2 separate regions of the Mus musculus genome follow, and region 2 is linked to region 1. Evidence: chromatin contacts called from public ChIA-PET data. All regions are on one chromosome and are shown on one strand. Each heading gives the region's core, a stretch centred on a gene start, on an enhancer-like site or on the middle of the called end of the contact. The rest is flanking DNA. Distances are from core to core; before and after follow the strand shown.

What was found. ChIA-PET counts read pairs in DNA pulled down with a chosen protein or histone mark.
Region 2: a contact with region 1 is called in an RNA polymerase II ChIA-PET map of memory CD8 T cells, with 86 read pairs. The contact joins two enhancer-like sites. A contact is called at or near these places in 5 of 484 Hi-C or Micro-C datasets (CD4 T cells, Th1 cells, adipose-derived mesenchymal stem cells and 2 more) and 6 of 115 datasets of contacts at active chromatin or transcription factors (CD8 T cells, the SCID.adh cell line, T-cell acute lymphoblastic leukemia and 3 more).

The regions. Positions count from the first base shown.
Region 1 is chr9:69,031,740-69,037,459 of GRCm38.p6, forward strand. The region is part of intron 1 of Rora (RAR-related orphan receptor alpha); the gene reads left to right. Among named protein-coding and RNA genes, the nearest start is that of Gm31262, 210 kb to the left of the region's middle. Within about 2 kb of position 2,657, at least 55 of the 459 cell types and tissues checked have an H3K27ac peak or open chromatin away from gene starts, as enhancers often do. A contact at or near this core is called in CD8 T cells, the SCID.adh cell line, T-cell acute lymphoblastic leukemia and 4 more, where this site is marked.
Region 2 is chr9:69,162,157-69,167,876 of GRCm38.p6, forward strand. All of the region lies in intron 1 of Rora (RAR-related orphan receptor alpha), which reads left to right. Among named protein-coding and RNA genes, the nearest start is that of Gm46153, 140 kb to the right of the region's middle. Within about 2 kb of position 3,500, at least 50 of the 459 cell types and tissues checked have an H3K27ac peak or open chromatin away from gene starts, as enhancers often do. A contact at or near this core is called in CD8 T cells, the SCID.adh cell line, T-cell acute lymphoblastic leukemia and 4 more, where this site is marked.

The sequences.
Region 1 (5,720 bases), core at 1,407-3,906:
TTGCAGAAATATGAAAGCAAGCAAAGAAACAAGCAAAATCACCATCTTTGTCTTTTTGATGGGTCTTTATGTCCACCTGTTTTTCACACTGTAATTCTCCTAAGGGAGGTGTGGCCACAGCCTGACTCTTCCCAACTCTTTGTAATCAGGACAATTTACTCAGGCCTTTATACTCATAACTAAAAACCATGAGACCCTGAGGGGGTACCAACTGTAGGGTAAGATGTATATATATACATACATATATATATACACACATACATCCTGGCAGCTCCGTGTGTGTGTGTGTGTGTGTGTGTGTGTGTGTGTGTGCATTTGTACCCATACTTTCTTGAGCTCTTGCTGTGATCCTAATATTGAGCAGAGTTTAGTCCCCAAAATTCAGTGCCAAGAGAAAATAGTGTACATCCATTCTGATTCCACAGTGATATTAGAAGAGCTTATGAAATAGAAAATAAAGATCTGAATCCAGGTCATGGTCGTTTACATAAAGGCTATTTTATGAGAAGTATATTCAGTACTGTACACAGCAGTAAAAACAACACTGGGTTAATTGGAATATCCTATATAGAGGCGTCATGATCTTAGCAACACAGGCACCATCCGGAAGAAAGTCTAGCATGGAGCATCCTTCAGATAATGGATTAGAGAGCCTGGTGTCTCAGCCCTGTCATTGAGCTACCACTGCCAAAGGTCAGCTTGGACTGCATAGACGGCTCACTCAGTAATCTGCTTGTCTTGCAAACACAGAGCCCCAGAACCCACATAAAAAACAATAAGAAGCATACTTGGGAAATTCTAGTCTAATAAAGACCTTATCTTCAAACTTAAAATGTGAGTGACTCCTGAGAAACAATTTCCAAGGTTGGCTTCTGACTTCTGGGTATAAGTGCATACACAAACGGAAGCACAGTGAATGAGGGGTGGCTCCCTCCAGTTGCTGTTGCTGTTCAAGCATTAGGGGCTGAGTGTTGGAGCCCCAGAACTCGTAGAAAAAGGCAGGTATGGCAGCACATGCCTGTAACCCAAGTACTTTGTTGGGGAAAATGGAAATGAGCAGATACCCCCCCAGTGTCTCTCTCTCTCTCTCTCTCTCTCTCTCTCTCTCTCTCTCTCTCTCTCTCTCACACACACACACACACACACACACACACACACACACACACACACACTCACCAGTGTGAAGCTCTAGAATATAGGGACAGAGGAACATTCTGTGAATGCCTTGGGGCTTTGCAGTCACTCAAATTACCAGTGACTCTAATTAACTTCCCAGGATTCTGGAACAGTCTTTATCTGCATTGTAAAAAAGGAATGTATCCCTCAGGGAACATGTCAGGCTGAGACCTTCCTGGGTGAGTTTTCTAGAATAGTAGAGGCATGGTGATATGGCAGCTGGGAAATAGCAGATTAAACAGAAATCTCCAGTCTTTGGTGCTATACTCTTTTTAGGAGACCTAGAAAGTGCCAGATTCCACTTTTCAGTTGAATAGACCTTGTGTGTGTGTGTGTGTGTGTGTGTGTGTGTGTGTGTGTGTGTGCACGCGCGCACACGTGTGCAGTTACTAATATCATTGTAATATAGTGTGCCAAGCTCTGTCCCAAAACTGAATGGACTTTAGTTCTACCATGAATTAAACCAGTAATGAGTACTTTCATCTCTGATTCAGACATTATCTACTAGATTTGATAGCTACTGACCACTCAAGACTCCTTTGCTTAGGATGAAATACTTACACTCTCTGGACCTCAGGATTCTCTTTGATCCATTGTTCATCACAATAGCTCCATATAGTGAGGTCTGTATGGCTCGCGTGCTAAGGACTTCACATGAGGGAACTCCTATGTCTACAGCAAACTTAATGCAGATGGCCTGAAACTTAGGTTAAGGGACTTAACTAAAGTCAAAGAGCATTGACTAATTCCAGAGCAGAGAATTAAAGCACGTCTTTGCACCAGTGTAGTTTGGGCTCTATGCCACTAAGGCCCATCCTGGCTTTCATATTGTAGCACTCCAGGGCCTTGAAGACTCATATAAAGATAGCTTGAGGGGGGGAATGGCAAGGTAGGTTGGTGGGTAAAGTCACCTACTACCAAACCAGATGACTTTGTGTGGTCCCATGGGACCCATGGGGTGGAAGGAAAGAACCAGAGACTCCTACAAGTCAGAGTGTACAAGCTTCACATGCACACAGTCACACCGAGACACACTTCATAAAGAAGTATAAAAACAATGATGATAGACGCTCCCAAACCTGCTTAAGCAGAAAAGGTTGCTGGAGTAAAAAGGGGTAGAAAGGATGAGAGTCGCCACACTGCCGAAAACACGGAAGAAACATGAGCAAAGCTTCTGAAAGCAAAATGCCATCGTCAGTGGCTCAGAGCTCATCACCCAACTATGTCAAGGTACTAGGAAGCTAAGTGCAGCCTCTCTTTCCAGACTGCACTGAGCCATCACTGTCCCTTCTCTCGGGATGGCATCGCGATGGCCATTCAGCCAATGGCTTCACACAGCAGACAGAGCCACCCAGTAAGGGTCTTCAAAGCTGCTGCATGGGAAGTCACCTCACCTTTGCAACTTTTCTACTCTATGCAGGTGTCAGCCACAGCTAGAGGAGCTGTGACTTTCACTTTAGCCAAGATGCTCCGTGGATACACACGCACGCTGGCACCCACAGTGTGCTCACTCAGAGATAGGGTGTCTTGGTTTCCTCTGCTTACACAACTGAAGCTGCCTGGGGACACTTTTATTTAGATGGCTCATCGGCCACAAACTGTTTCGTTACGTGTTGCCTGGCTCCCTTCACTTCCTGCACATTCTCTTGAGCAGATAGTTCATCTCCTTATCTCAGAGAACTATTTCCCCAAGTGTAGCCCTGGAGTTAGGAGTGTTGATACCATCGAGGCTGGTAAGCATGAAACCACCCTTTTGGTAATTGTTGGAGTGGTGCTTTTTTTCATGTTTGCTTCATGAAGAGATGATGTGGTTAGATTTGAGTGGGGCCTTGCTGAGGGTGTCATCTGTGCCTGGGGTTACCCACATCGTCACGTGGTTCACTTCTTTGTGCAGCACGATGATCTTATCTTATGGGTTGCACCTCTGCATGACACTCCAAGCTCCTTCTAGCTTTTGTGTGTGCATGCCCATGCAAATGTGGGCACTGGGCCTGTGTGGGGGGCTTACTCAAAGCAGCTGCTCACCGGTGGGTGCTTTAGTCATTAATGTATAATGGGAACTGGTCAATTGGGGGCCTCTCCAGCTGTGCTTAGAAAGTCAGGTTTACCTGACTTTTTCTCTTGAAATTTGCCTGAATTAGATATAGTTTTTCTAAGTTTCGAACGTGGTAATTCCTTTGTTCTCTCTCTATTCTGGGAACTGACCACTCAGAGTGCAAAGGTGAATACAACAGAGCAAATATCCTTAGGAGACTCTCAATATAGTAACACACACACACACACACACACACACACACACACACACACACACACACACTGGGAGGAGTGGGAAAGAAAGGTGGGAAGGGAGGGAGGAGAGATGACAAATATCTAGAATCTAATTCAGGAAGGGCCAAGGAGATACCAGGATCTGTGGGAAGACAGACTAGGACCAGAAGAGACCCTGTGAGGAGCAAGAGGCATATCAAGCCCATCTTCAAAGTCAAGAACAAGCTCACCACTTCAAAAATAGAGAAAATGTTCCCAGAAAAGGCCAGAAGAAAAGAAGCATATGAAGGCGGAACTATTTGGCTTGTTTGTATGTCCCAAATAGAGCAGCAGGCCCAGCAGCAGGCTGCACAAAGCTCACTGGCTCCTCTGGCATGGAAATTTGTGTATTTTCCTGAGGTGTGTGCTTTAAAAATTAATCCAAAGCTTAATTTGTGAGTTCATCAGAAACTCCAGAACATCCGAAGGAGATTTGGGGGAACTTTGTTCAGCCTGGCCACTGTTCCATGGTTCTGACATGTCTTTCCCTTCACGCAGCATTCAAACCTGCGAATTCTCCACCCCACGGTGTTAATCATAAATGTATCCTTGACCTCTACCCGCTGGGGAAAAAGCAAAACAAAACAAAAATACACACGTGGACAGGGTGACAGGGCCCCTCTCAAATCCCTTGAGAGACTCACAGACTCTTGACAAGGACATCTGTGGTAGAACATGGGTGGGAATGGCTGAAGCTGCAAGGTTGTGAAGGGAAAATAATTCTCTGCTTGGAGACATAGGACTACGGTCCTGACCAACCAGTCATCTCATCCATGGGGACATAAGTCTTTCTATCCTCTCATTTCCTCACATAGGGTGAGGTCCTGATGTGATGGTTAGCATCTCTGCTACTTTATCTGCATCACCCTTGCCTCTTTCATGCATGTGCACCAGGGTGAATGAGAATAAAATAAACACCTCACCTTAACATAAGAATACTGCAATTTTTGTTAAATGTGCTTTGAACAAGGTTGAAAAAAATCCTGAGGCAGTCGAATGAGCACAGTCCTTTCCCTGTCTCCTTGCAACTTAGACACAAGGAGCAGGGAGAAGAAATCAGGACCGATCTCTGAGCTGAGTTGTTCTTGGGTTTGGACATTTGGTGATCTCAACCTAGGAATGGAATTTCACGTGGGGTGCAGATAGATGAAGGGGTACATAGAGCTGGAGCTGTCACAGGAAGTGGTCGTGGACCAATGTCTCAAATGAGCAGCCAACTCAGAGGCATCCTCCTCCCAGCAAGTGCAGGGCCCACTGTTCCTGCCAGTCCTTAGGAAGAGCCCCAGCTGTGTCTTCTTTGTTCACTCCATTTCTAGCTGGGGCAGAAGGAGGGGGGCTGGATTGTCTCCTGTCCTACTTTGCTTTCTGTTGCGGTGATGAATGTCCTGACAGAAAGCAGCTGAGGGGAGAAGGGAGGGGCTTCTTTGACTTGTAGTTCCAGGTACCAGTGCACTAGTATGAGGAAATCAAGACAGGAGCTTAGAGCATCCCAGCACATCATCTCAGTCAAGCACGGAGAAAGGAGTCTACCCATGCCTCGTGCCCACTGCTGTACTCTGCCTCTTTTCTTTATCTTACACAGCTCAGGACCTAGCCTAAGGTACTGCTGAGTTCAGGGAGGGATTGTCCACCGCACTTAGCAATCAACCTCAGCCTCCACAGGCATGCCCACAGGCTAACCTGACCTGGACAATCGTCAATGGAGGTTCCCTTCTACAGTGCTATAAGTTCCGTCAAGTTGGCAGTAAGGACAGAGCAACATGCTGTCTACTATGTTCTGAGGTTTCCTAGGGCATCATCTTTCACACTGGCCAACAAGGTGGGTTTTGGAGGGGAGGCTATTCATAGCCACCCAGGCTGGATAGAAAAAGCAAGGAAGACGGCTAGTGGGTAGTGCTTTTGATGATGTGAGATCTCAGCTTCCCACTGTCTACAACTGGCTGTGTACTTCCGTAGTCACTCCCTCTCTGCAGGCCTCACTGCCCTGCCTGTGAAGTACAATTAGCCTAAACTCCCAGGACTTCTATGAAAAGCAACACCCAACCCTCCCGACCCCCTGTCATCCTAACCTGGTGTGGAGCCAGCAGTCTGTAAATAGTAGCCTCCAAGGTATCTTCTTATGTTTAATGTCTAGGAAAGTAAGTTACAGTGGAAATATAGGAGTTCCTGTCTGCCAAGCCAGACATTTGGACTTTTCTCCTCCAGCTGTAGATATTCCAGAAGGGAATGGGACCAAA
Region 2 (5,720 bases), core at 2,250-4,749, 130 kb after region 1:
GAAATGCAGCAACATGAGCTCCCATGTAGATGCTGGGAATCAAATCTGATCAATTAAGCCACACCTCCCGCCATCCTAGGTTGTTGTTGGGTTGTTTGTTTGTTTGATTGTTTGTTTTTGAACTATGCCTGGGTTTGCACCCAAGTACACAATTTGGTGCTTCAGGAAAACAAAGCCAGCCTATGGCTTTATTAGAAACCCGTCTTGGGGTCTGTTTGGAATGTCCCAGAACACCAATTGTCTTTTCATTATGTTTTCTTTCTAAAAATACAGTTCTGTTTGGTTTTTCAACATGCACAACAATGTTCACAATTGACTCAAACATAAACCTTAAGGAACGAATGGAGCCATGGTATTCGTTGAGCTGTTTGCTGAGGCGTCTTCTAGTCTCCTCGAAAAGTCTCCAAGGACACTCTTTCTAGGCCACCACATAACCCACGTGGAGGTCTGAGGTGGAGATCTTTGTGTTGCCTCCAGAGTTCACATGTCTATTCCTGGGAAGCCTTTTGGGCTGGTAGATAGGACATGCAGGTTGCCCCATTGTATTAGTAAGAGAAAAGAAGTTTCTGCCTAGTCATCGTTCAAACCTCAACTGCTAAATCCCATCTCCTTCCTTGTTCCTCATGTCTTTGTGCACTGGATTCTTGCTTCTTGTGGGTCTCCCAGGTAGAAATTTTTCCACGTTGGGAGGTGTGGCCAAGGCTTTGCCTTTCTGAGTGGGCTACAAAAGCCATGAGACCTTTGTGTCTTCATAGAATCATTCCTTTTGCTAGAAAAGGCTAGAATCAGAAAGGATGGCAAACCCTTGACAACAGTGTAGGTGACCAACCCAGCTGCCAGAGGGAGCTTTGTGACATGTAAACCCCATTAATGACTAATCAATAACACTTAAATTCTGATCTCACCCTGGGCCCTAACCAGGCAAAAGACTTGGGCCAGATCTCTTCGGTTCACAAGATCAAGGCATCACGCCTCTGCATAGAGGCCCCATGCACCTTCTGCAGATCTGCTGAGGTGAGACCTTCATTGTTCCATTTGCGGGATGAAGCTACATCTCCAATGCAGTACTGGCCTCCTTTTTCATCTGGTCACATGTCACACTATAGGAAATCATGTGAGCTGTTTGTATTGACATGTTCTACTTTGGTAATGCCCTTAATATACACATTGTGCTTTGATGGCAGTGGCCCTCTTCTTGTCCTCTCTTGTCCTCTCCTCTCTTCTTTTCCCGCCTATTCCAGTTTCATCCTGTCACTAAGACAGACACTCTGAGCAAAAGCAACTTAGAGGAGGAAAGGGTTTCTTTCATTTTATAGTTGTCCCAGCCCATCCTTGAGGGAAGTCAAGGCAGGAACCTGAAGCGAAAGCCATGGAGGAGCACTGCTCACTGGCTCACTCATATAACCATGTTTAGCAAGGCTTCTTATGTAGCCCTGAACTGCCGGTGTCAATTAACAAGCAAGACAGTCCCCCAAAGATATACCCACAGTCTATTCTGATTTGGACAATCCCTCTTGGGAGGTTTTCCTCAAATGACTCTAGGCTGGGTCAAGGTCACATTTAAAGCTAACTAAGATACCACACCATGCTCTCCTTTCTCTTTCTCCCCTGCTTTCACAGTCTCCCTCCCTCTGTCCCTCTCTGTCTCCATATGTAAAGCAAACTCCACAAAGCTGGCCCTGTTGAGATTGGCTTATGTCATGTAAGGTAATGCTCTCTAGTTGCATCAATGTTCCTCAGACCTCAGGACTTCTTTATGACTGAATGCTATTTTAGTGTGTGTGTGTGTGTGTGTGTGTGTGTGTGTGTGTGTGTGTCTGTGTGTGTGTGTGTGTGTGTCTGTGTGTGTCTGTGTGTCTGTGTGTGTCCTGTGTATACATGTATAACATTCCCTTTATCCATCAGAAGCCCATTTTAACATCCCAGAGTCCTCTTGCTCATGGACACAAACTTGCTACACTGTAAGGAGAGCAGGTATTAAGAAGAGGCTAATTCTGTTGCTTTTGGATTCCTGGGATTGGGTGGGGCTAATTTTGTCTAGGGGGAGCTTTGCTTCAGCATCCTATGGAATTTTAGCTTGAAATACCAGGCACCTACAACCCACCAGCTGGTTGCTGTTGCTCTGTACTGCACGTCTTATTGCTAAGCGTTCTAAATAAAGTGCTTTCATCAAATGTTGAAATGCCCATAACAGAGGGTCAAGGAGATGACTCAATCAATAAAGTGCTTGCTGCACAAGTCTGAGGACCTGAGTTCGGATCCCAGCATTCACATAAAAAGCCAAGCATGGTGTGCATTGTTGAGGTCCCACCACCGATAGGAGACTGAGATAGGTAGACCCCTGGGGTGCATGGACCAGCCAGCCTAACTGAAGGAGGGAGTTCAAATTCAGGGAGAAGCTCTGGAGAGAGGCAGGGTCGGGAGCCAAGGGGAAAGGACATCAAAAATTGATCTCTAACCTCTGAGTGAACATACGGACACCTGCATACATACATACATGTCTACACACAGAAACATGGACACATACACGGATGCAAAAATTTGTATTTCTAAAAGATCATAGCAACTCTTACACACCGAGCCCTTACTGTGTGGAAAGTTCCAGAACTGGGAACTATGACTCAGCTCTCTTTCCTGGAGACTGGCTTGGTTCTGGTACTTATTCACATCTTCCCAGCTGCTTAGGAAGGACTGAGAAGTGAAGAGAGTCGGCCTGGGGCCATTGCATTAGCCTCTCTCCTGGGGGAATGCTTGTCCTCCTCCTCCTCCGAAGCCTGGGATCGGGAGGAGAGCGAGAGAGGACTTGGAAAGGATGGGGGAGTGGATTTCAAAATGTTCCTTTCCGTTGGATCTCTTTCTCCTTCTGGCTGCTGTCTAGTCTTGGTTACAAAAAAGAAAGAAAGAAAGAAAGAAAGAAAGAAAGAAAGAAAGAAAGAAAGAAAGAAAGAAAGAAAGAAAAAACTTCTACAAATCTCCATTCAGGGTTCTCTGAGAATGGCAACCATAGGAACCAAGAATTTTAAGTGCATTCCCTTTGTCTTTTTGCCAAACTGATAAAAGGCGCCTTTGATTTTCTTAGTGGGTGAAGGGGAGAGAGGAGGAGCCAAAAACCCACTTCCTCTTGTCAAGGGACCTATGGGGCTGGATTTGCAGTAAGGAGGAGCTGCAGGGTCCCCTAGGTCACAGGGCTCACCCTCCCAAAGGATCCCCAGCACAGATAGCTGGCTTCATTGGGTTCATTTTCTTGGGGAAGATGATATTAATGACAGTCCCTCTTCCTCCCTTATTTAGAACAATTTAGTGTAATCTCTCATTGCCAGAGAGGTCCTGGCCACAGCCTGAAGAAAAAATAATAAAAGGGGCAGGAAATGAAAAATCTGTTTTCCTTACTGATAACGTAACCTAAGCTGCTGGGTTTTCCCCACTTCCCCCAGGTTCAGCGTATCTGCCGTGATGACGGTTGAGTAGGGAAAAGGCCGTGTGTAAGCGTCAACTTCCCAACAGAGAGATGAGAGTCTCAACTTGAAGCTTTTGGTCCTAGACTTGTCATAAGCTAGCAACTGCAGGACAGCCTGCATTCTCACTGTGAATGGTGAGTCCTGAACTCTGGCTGCCTGAGAAACTCCACAGCTGAGGCTGGAAGCTACTGGCACCAGCTACCCTAAAAGGTTTCCTGGGACCCACAGGGACTAGACCAGCCCTGCTGTGTGACAATGGAAGGCTAGCCTTTCAGCCTTCCCCAAAACTGTCCTTAAGTACAATTGACCCCAGGGCTCACCTAGATGGATACCCTGGTCTAGCTGGGTGCATATTCAAAAGACAAATCAAAACAGCCCTAAGACCCTATGCAGTCCTGATGGCACAAGGGATGTGACCTCACTTCTACCCTGGCATGGAGAGTGGTGTTCCTTGGGTGGACTGGGAAGTGTGAATGAGAAGGACAGTGGAACTCCATTGGGTCAGCTTTATTCACTTGACACAGGAACCCCGGCCTTGCATTGCTATACTTTCTGTATTTAAGAAAAGGCAGATACAGGCCGGCAAGATAACCAGGCAATTAAAGGTGCTTGCAACCGAGCCCAGTGGCCTAGGTTTATTTGATGCCTGGGTGGAAGGAGTGGTGGAAGGAGTGAACTGACTCCCTCAAGTCCTCCTCCAGCATGCTGTGTGCAGCCAATCAATCATCCATCAATCAATTGATCGATGTAAAAAACAAAATATAGACATACCTTTTTAAAGGACACATCTGAGTGTTTAAATGTAATATACTTTAGTTTACTTTAGTTTTATGGCAGGGTCTTGCTAAACAGTCCAGGCTAGACTCACATTTAGTATCCTCCTGCCTCAGTTTTCCTTGTACTCTACATGCCCCATCTCACCCAGCTGTATGTCATGTTAATTATAAAGTGCTAGATAGCATGTCAAGTGTATTGGTGTGCACTGTGATCCCTGTGTTGGGGAGGCAGAGTCAAAGGAATCCCTAAAGCTTACTGCCCAGCCGGTCTAGCCTAACAGGAATCCCTAAAGCTTACTGCCCAGCCAGTCTAGCCTAACAGGAATCCCTAAAGCTTACTGCCCAGCCGGTCTACCTAACAGGTGAGCTTCAGGCCAAGAAGAGACCCTGTCTCAAAGCTTTATGAAGGATGACAAAAAAGTCGTCCTCTTGTCTTCACACAAATCACACTCTCACACATATGCACACACCCACAAACACCTTCACATATGCTCACATGCAGAACACACACATTCACAGAGACATGGATACATATGCATTAACACACACACATTCACAAGACAATGTACACGCATGCACACACATGAATACACATTCACACATGTACACACACACACACATGAATCAAAGTGCTAGATAGTCATTTATAATGCAAACAGGTCTTGAGGGAACCTTGCAACCTCACCCCTGGAATAAATCGTTTCTAATGTCCACCACATCCTGTTTAGGATCTGAGTTCCATGTGAAAATACCAGACAGTGTTTCTATGATAACAAACATCACTTCCCCTATTCAAAGCAGAAAAATGAATCGTCCCTGGCATTCCAATGTATTACATTTCTAAGGAAACAATTAGTGTCTTAGACTGAGCATCACCAAAATAGTCTTGCTGTGCTGTTACAGAAAAGAACTGAACCCACTCCATTGTATTGTAATTTACAGCATCTTGGGAGTAAGCATGGGGCGACTAAGGAATTTGCTGTTTTATGATAATTTGTTTCAAGAAACATGTTTTAAGTGTTGGATCTTTCTTATATATTGTGGGTAAAAAAAAGTGCATTGCTACAAGCATATGAAAAACTTGGAGGGCTGAATAGTGGAGAAGCTTTCCGACTCAAAGGAAATCATCTTCCAATAGCCTTTGAGCTAGGTCATTTCAAGGCAGAAGGAAAAAGCAAAATGAGAAGAAAGAGCAAGCCATTCATTCAGTCTCTGTTCCATCTTTGTCCCCACATTTCTTTTAGACAGGAACAATTTGGGGTCTACAATTTTTGAAGGTAGGTTGGTGTCTCAATCCCCCCATTGGGAGCCCTGTCTATCTACTGGAGATGGTCTCTTCAGGTTCCATATCCCCAGTGTTGGGCATTTCGGCTAAGGTCACCCACAATGAACATACAAGGGGTGGTCTAAGGGCCCCAGCAATATGTAGCAGAGGTTAGCTTCAGTGGGAGAGGATGCTCCTAGTCCTGTAGAGACTTGATGCCCC